Linked DNA regions of Mus musculus: region 1 is linked to region 2. A link is a contact called in public Hi-C data. All regions are on one chromosome and are shown on one strand. The core of a region is the stretch at or near the end of the contact, and the rest is flanking DNA. Distances in the headings are between cores, read along the strand shown. Region 1 has its middle 19 kb from the start of Dagla. Region 2 has its middle 8.6 kb from the start of Gm50340.

Region 1 (3,972 bases), core at 977-3,476, 420 kb before region 2:
GAGCCCAAATCAGCGTTTCTTCCCTTAAACTGTCAGATATGTCGCCAGAATGACCAATACACTGAATGGCTCCCGCCTGTAAGTGTAGAAGACAAGTAATGAAGTGAACGAGGTAAGTCATTACCAGAGTGAAAGTTAGTGTCATTTCCCATCACTGATTAAAACACTCTAGCAAAAGCAACTTACATGAGGAAGGGTTTGTCTTGGCTCACAGCTCAAGTATGACCCTCCACGGTGGCGAAATCAAGGCAGGGGGAGCTCAGAGCAGCTGGTCACATCTCATCCACAGTAAGAGATGGAGATGAGTGTTGTTCTTCAGACCCCTGTGCTTCGTAGTCCAGGACCCCAGCCTGGGAATGGTCCCGCCCACAGCAAAACGGGTCTTCCACATCAATTAACAGAATCACAATGATCCCTCACAGGCAAGCTCATACACCCATTTTCCAGGGGATTCTAGAGTTTGTGATACAGCTGGCTCAGTCAGATCTTTATAACACAGGGACTGGTAAAGCTGAGACTTGAAGGTTCACACCTGGAGGCCTTGTGGTGTCAAGAGGACCTATATTTCCAGCAATCAACATGAGGGGTAATTGGGGGCCATGAAGGAACCCGAGTAGAGACTGTGGAGTAGAAAGATGTAGCTGAGGGCTAGAGAAGTGGCTTGCTTGCTTAGTAAGCCCTAAGCCTGAGGCTAAAGTTCCCAGAACCCATAACAAGTGTCTCACAACTACCTACAACCCAAGATTCAGGAGGTTGTGTAGCCTCCAGGGAGTCTATCTGGCCTCCAGGGGCTCCGTGTAACCCCCAGAGAATCTGTGTAGCCTCTAGGGATCTGTCTCTCCTTCAGGAGATCTGTCCAGCCTCCAGGTATCTGTCAGGATATCTGGGCATCTGAGCACATGTGGTTCACATATATGGAGACATGAACATACAAACACATATGTTTTAGTCAAATAAGTAGTTTTTAAAGAAGAAAGATATAGATGGGTTGGCAGGAAGAGGCTGAAGCTGTTACTGACTGCACAGTAGGCTTTCATATTGATTAGAACATTGACATTCATAAAAAGAGGCCAGACAATAAGATGTTTACAGTGAGACTCACCGGGGGCACAGAATGACAGCTTTGTTTCCTTTTTATGTTTTCTCATCTGCATGTTAGACTTTGAGGATAACAAACTTGTCTTAATTTTATTTTGAAACAAGATCTCAAACGCTCAGACTCCAGCAACCCTTGGCAGCCAACCCTGGGCTGCTGGATCGCTGAGACTACAGACTTTGTTCCATGCTGGGTCCTTTTATTTATTTTTTGTTACAGGAGATCAAACCCATGGCCTTTTTGATTTGAGGCAAGAGCTCTGCCACTGAGCTACACCCCAGTCCTTAAAAGGCTATTTTATTTACCAGTTGGGGGTGTGGCTTGATAAAGTGCTCATCCAGGATGCCCAAAGCCCTGGGTTCGATCCCTAGCTCTTCCAGTATAAACTGCCTGGTCTTGGGCAAGAGACTGCTTCTCCAGGCTTCAGTTAACCCCACCTTCCATGCTGTTGCTTTGTTGTTGTTGTTGTTCTTGTGGTGGCGGTGGCGGTGGTGGTGGTGGTGGTGGTGGTGGTGGTGGTGGTGGTGGTGGTGGTGGTAATTGAACACAGGGCTTTGAATTTGCTAAACAAGAGAGTTCTACCTCTGAGCTATCGCCCCAGTTTGTTAACGTCCCCATTACAAATGATGGTGAGTGCAGACTCTGACTCCCAGGACTCGTTGAAGGCTATATGAGTTGAAGGTGGGCCCCAGTGCCTGGTGACTAAGAGGTATGAACGTCATTTTTATTGGCCATTCACTATGTATATAATTGACTTGTGGATGGTGTAGTCCCAGTGCCTGGTGACTAAGAGGTATGAATGTCATTTTTATTGACCATTCACTATGTATATAATTGACTTGTGGATGGTGTGACTATGGAGAGGGGGAGATAGCCCAGCTTCCAAAAGTCTCACAGAGCACATCCTTTGTTCTGTTCAGCATCTATTGCCAAGCACATCTCGGGGAAGTCAGCAGCAGCCAGATACCTCCAGTTAGCTCTGCTCTGATGCTATGTCCCAGGACTCACTCACAAGGTCTTTCCACCCCCTTCCCAGACACTAGAAATTGGCCCCTACCCTCTGCTCTTTGTGGCTGCTATCATACACGTGGCTCAAAGAACAATTGCTGAATGAGTCCCAGTCAGCTCCTCAGAGGACTCTGGGAGATCTGCAAGGACGTCTTCTTGGTCACAATAGCTGTGTGCATCTGTGTGTGCACGAGTGTGACCTGTTTATATATAAACACGAAGTAATCTTTCATGCTTCTTATATACACAGAGTTTTCTGGGAACGAGACTATTGTGTATTCAGAGAGAAGATTGTCCTTTGTTTTGTTTGGCATCTTGCCAGGACTCGGTGCCTAATTCATGTCACTGGCAACAGGGCGGCTCGTGGTGTCTGAGTCAGCTTCACAGCCACCTGTGTCCACTGTCCTTGTGGCTGCTGTGGCCCTCACGGTTGCTTCTCTAGGAGCAAATGTGGGGCCATGAAATCCTATCTGCCTCTCAGAGTCAGTTTGCGTCCTGCGTCCTGAAGTTCGTATTATTTTATTATGAATCACTTTTTTTTTTCCTTCATGGTGTAGTTAGGATATTACATTGATTTTTTTTTCATTTGTTTAAAAGCATATGTGCACACAGGTGAGGTTATTTATGAATTTCATTTCTACTCAGAGAAGGGAACACTAGGAAATATTTGTCATAGGAGTCAGGTACCACCAGCCTGCAAACCCCCACTCCAGAGCCCACATTTGTATAATTCAGGAGACCCATTTCTGAATGGGCCTCAGCACCAGCCTTCAGCCAGGAGAAGGCTGTCGCTGAGACGAAATACTCAGCTGTTCACTCGCCTGTGGGATGTGGAATCTACCTCCATTGCTGTTCTGTTAAATGGAGCCTTTCCCTCTCCCCCAAGGGGTTTTTCCATGACTAGTCTTTTTGCCCACTCCTGCCAGTCAGTGTCTTTTCCAGACTCCCTCAGGTCTGGAAAAAAGCACCTATGTGGTCTAGCCAGGCTGTCCCCTCACGTGCTGCCACCCAGCTTCCTTGCCTGGGTGCAGAGGCCTCTTCTCTCTGGAATGTCCAGTCGGCATCTCTGCCAGCTCCCACCACCCACCTTCCCTTCACCGTGCTGTACCCATGACTTCCCATTCTGTTCTGGCATCTCCAAGATACTTCTAGAAAACTGTTCCCACTCAGGCCTGGAACTGGCCAGACAGAAGTGGCTGCCGGGGGGAAGGGGAGCAAAATGTTCTATTTGAAAGATTCCAGGGAAGAATCTCATCCCATCCAAGACAGATCCATTGTGAGACAGAGGGTAAGGTATCTCCCTACATACCTAGGCCAGGTGGGCTTTCGTGGTCCCGTCCTTGACCCTGACATTCAACTACACGGTCTCTGGCCCAGTGGGAATACCACAGGCTGCTTTGGGATAAATTAGTAGACACTTTGCACAAAGATAGGGCCAAACATGCCCAGAAGCTCCTCCCATAGACAGCTATCAGCAAAGTCACTTCTCTGCAGTAATGAGGACAGTGAGGTTGGGCATCCCTGGGACTCCGTGGATCCTCAGTGGAGGGAGGGCAGAGAGGTTGGCCTGGTATCAACTCAGATTAATGCTGATGGTGGTTTAGATAGCAATGGAGACTGAGGCTGAAGGAAATCTAGAGTTTCCTGTCTGGATCTGTGCAAAGGACTTGGTTGATTTAATATGACATTATAGCCTTGTGTAGTGGCAAACACTTGTAATTCCATCACTTGGGAGGTAGAGGCAGGAGAGTTGGGAACTCAGGGCCAGCTTTGACTACACAGTGCATTTAAAGCTAGCCTGAGTTACATGGTTCCCTGTCTCAAAATAGACAATAATTAATCAAATAGCAGCCCCCCTTGATATTTTT
Region 2 (4,006 bases), core at 577-3,076:
CTAAATCAGTGAAGCTAGTTCTGCTAACAATGAAATCTATTTTGCCAATTTCAGGGCTTCTGTGACCTTTTATATTTTATATTTTGTCAGGATCTTTCAGAGACAGGGTTTCTCTGTGTAGACCTGGCTGTCCTGGCACTCACTCTGTAGACCAGACTGGCCTCGAACTCAGAAATCCACCTGCCTCTGCCTCCCAAGTGCTGGGATTAAAGGCGTGCGCCACCACACCCGGCTATTGGTCTACTTTTTAAATAAGCTACTTATGAGACCTTACATAAGAATACTACAGATATTTATCTGTTCGTGACTTAGTTATAGTAGCAAAATGTCCTCAAGGTTTGTCAGTGCTGTAGAATGGTAGAATTTCATTTTCTAAAGGCTTCATACTGTCCCATTAACAAACTAAAATTTAAAGCTTATTTGTTGGTTGTGGGGTTGGACACATTTCATTACAGAGCCCGGAAAGGTGCAACATAAAGATGTCTAGTACCAGAGCAGCCTAGGCTATAGAGACTCTTCAAAAAAAAAAAAAAAAAAAAAAAAAAAAGAAGAAAAGCTTATTCTCTCCAGGGAAGCAGGTAGGATAACTGAAGATCTTCACCCTTTCCCCCAGACTCATCCCCAGCTCTCTAGTGGACTACCTCTCCTCACTCTCTTCCCCCCAGTCCCGAGGGACTAAGCAGATGCTGGTGGAATGCGCTGCTTTCCTGTCTTTCTCTCTCCTGTGAATCCATCCTGTAGCTCCCCGCCCCCAGCTCATTCCTACGTGATAGCTCTCAATACCTAGGAACCCATCTTACTTGAGATCCCCGAGTGGTCACACCTATCAGAAGAATTTTCCTACCAGGCATCAGACAGCCACCACATTCTCCTAAGAACCAGATAGGTCAACAGCAACCAAGGAACAAAACACTCACTCAACAAAGACAAGACCAGATATCAGCACCTAGTGCTACAATCTTCCCAAACCCAGATGCCGAGACACCAGCATAATAACACAGCATCAGCCAGGACAATATGTCTCCACTAGAGCCAAACCACCCTACCACAGCAGCCCTGGGGAACTGCAAACCAACTGAAGCACAAGAAAAAGACATTAAGATAGCCTTTATGAGTATGATCAAGAAAATGAAATATCCTTTAAAGACATCTATGAAAACACAAACAGTGGAAGAAAATGAGTAAAACAGCTTAAGACCTGGAAGTGAACATAGAATCAATTAAAAAAAAAACCTGAGGGAAATCTGGAAATGAAAAATGCAGGAACTCAAACAGAAGCTCACCACCAGAACACACAAGCTAGAAGAGAGACTCTCAGGTGTTGAAGATATGATACAAGAAATGGAGCCTCAATCAAAGAAAATGCTAAACCAAAAGAAAAACAAAATCCCAGCACTTGGGAGGCAGAGGTAGACAGCTGTCTCTAAGTTTGAGCCCAGCCTGGTCTACAGAGTTCCAGGATAGCCAGGGTTGCACAGAGAACCCGTCTTGAAAAAATCAGAAACAAAACAAAACAAAACAAAACAAAAGAAGAGAAGACAAAATGAAATGGCTCATACATTTGAATGCCTCTGAGGCACAAAGCTTTTATCTACCAAGCTGCTTTGTAAAGTAATCCTTGTGTTACTCAAATGCTGATTTCTCTGCCTTCATAGCCTGTTTCAATCCAGACATAGCATTTGTAATGTCTGACTCAAGTTTGTGTAAACAGTTCTTATCATTTATTTTCTGCCTTGTCAATAAATGCTGATCACCCAATGGCTGGGCAGAAGGAAGAATAGGCCTGGATATCTGCCTGCCAGAGAGAGCAGAAAAGGAGAGAGGGAGACTGAGATAAGCCAGGAGGATGAAGAAACTGGAGCCATGAGGAAGGGGTCCAGAGAGAGCACAGAAACATACCTGAAGCTCCAAGAGCAAGACTGTATTAGTCAGGGTTCTCTAGAGTCACAGAACTTATGGGTAGTCTCTAGATAGTAAAGGAATTTATTGATGACTTACAGTCGGCAGCCCAATTCCCAACAATTGTTCAGTCGCAGCTGTGAATGGAAGTCCAAGGATCTAGCAGTTACTCAGTCTCACGCAGCAAGCAGGCGAAGGAGCAAGAGCTAGACTCCCTTCTTCCAATGTCCTTATATTGTCTCCAGCAGAAGGTGTAGCCCAGATTAAAGGTATGTTCCTTAAACTCGGAGATTCAATCTTCTGGAATCCATAGCCACTATGGCTCAAGATCTCCAAACCAAGATCCAGATAAGGATCTCCAAGCCTCAAGATAAGGGTCACTGGTGAGCCTTCCAATTCCGGATTGTAGTTCATTCCAAATATTGTCAAGTTGACAACCAGGAATAGCCACTACACAGACCAATAAGAAGAAGCAGTCTATTGGGGCCATGGCTGGGAGGCAGCCAGATTAGGGATTAAGATCATTTAGCTGCTCAGAGATTTAGGTACACTTTTAAATACATCTTGGTTTCTCTGTTTTTTTTTTTTTTTGGGGGGGGAGGCTAGCATAAAGTAGAGAAATACAGGCACTGGATTAGTTAACGAAGTACATATATTAAAAATAATTTGTGGGCTGGAGAGATGGCTCAGTGGTTAAGAGCACTAATTGCTCTTCCAGAGGTCCTGAGTTCAATTCCCAGCACCTACACAGTAGCTATAATGGGATCTGATGCCCTCTTCTGTCCTGCAGACAAATAGAAAGACAGAGCACTCATATACATAAATAAATAAGACAAAATATTAAAAAAGCATTGCTAAAAAAAAAAAAAAAAGCCGGGCATGGTGGCGCACGCCTTTGATCCCAGCACTTGGGAGGCAGGGGCAGGTGGATTTCTGAGTTTGAGGCCAGCCTGGTCTACAGAGTGAGTTCCAGGACAGCCAGGGCTACACAGAGAAACCCTGTCTTGAAAATCAAAATCAAAAACAAAAACAAAACAAAACAAAACAAAAAAACACCAAAAAAAGAAAAACTTTAATTTGTTTTATTCCCCCTATCTCTGTCACTCCACGCTCCCTACAGATCTGCATGTAGAACTCGCAGCATCATGTCTGTCTGGATGTAGAACTCTCATCATCACGTATGTCTGGATGTAGAACTCGCAGCATCATGTCTGTCTGGATGTTGCCATGCTTTCCACAATGATGACAATAGATTAAATCTCTGAAACTGTAGCCAGCCCCAATTCAATGCTTTCCTTTATAAGAATAGCTGTGGTTATGATGTTTCTTCACAGCAAGAAAACACTGACTAAGACAAAGGCACAGAAAGTATTTTCAACAAAATTATAGAAGAAATTTTCCCTAATGTAAAGAAGGAGATGCCTATCAAAGTACAAGAAGCACGCACAATGCCAAATAGACTGGACCAGAAAAGAAAGTTCTCTCAGCACATAATAATTAAAACACTAAATGTATAGAACAAAGAAAGAATATTAACAGCTGCAAGGGAAAAAGACTAAGTACTATATAAAGGCAGACCTATTAGAAATATACTTGACTGAGACTCTCCAGAAGGGCCAGGGCAGATGTGCTGCAGACTGAAAGAGATCACAGATGCCAGTCCAGACTGATGTACCAGCAATCACAATAGATGGAGGAAATAAGATATTTCATGAGAAAACCAAATTAAAGCATTATCTATCTACAAATCCATTCCTACAGGAAGCACTAGAAGGAAAACTCCAAACTACAGTGGTAACCACATCCAAAACAAAACAAAACAAAACCCAACCCCCCCAACAAAGACTAAATAATCCCACACAAGCAAATCAAGAGGGGAACACACACACACACACACACACACACACACACACACCCTACAACAAAATAACATAAATCAACAAACACTGCTTATTGCTACCTTTCAATATCAATGGTCTCAATCTGCATCCCCACCTCAAACACAGACTAATAGAAGGGATGCAAAACCAGGATTCATCCTTTTGCTGCATCCAGGAAATACACATTCACTTCAAGGACAGTGTCACTTCAGGGTAAAAGGATGGAA

Evidence for each region. A called contact is a pair of places that touch in the nucleus more often than the background predicts.
Region 1: a contact with region 2 is called in a Hi-C map of extraembryonic endoderm stem cells, with 1.9 times the contacts expected there. A contact is called at or near these places in 1 of 484 Hi-C or Micro-C datasets (extraembryonic endoderm stem cells) and 1 of 130 datasets of targeted methods (pancreatic cancer cells).

Annotation. Positions count from the first base shown.
Region 1 is chr19:10,321,940-10,325,911 of GRCm38.p6, reverse strand. No RefSeq gene overlaps it. Among named protein-coding and RNA genes, the nearest start is that of Dagla, 19 kb to the right of the region's middle.
Region 2 is chr19:9,906,306-9,910,311 of GRCm38.p6, reverse strand. No RefSeq gene overlaps it. Among named protein-coding and RNA genes, the nearest start is that of Gm50340, 8.6 kb to the right of the region's middle.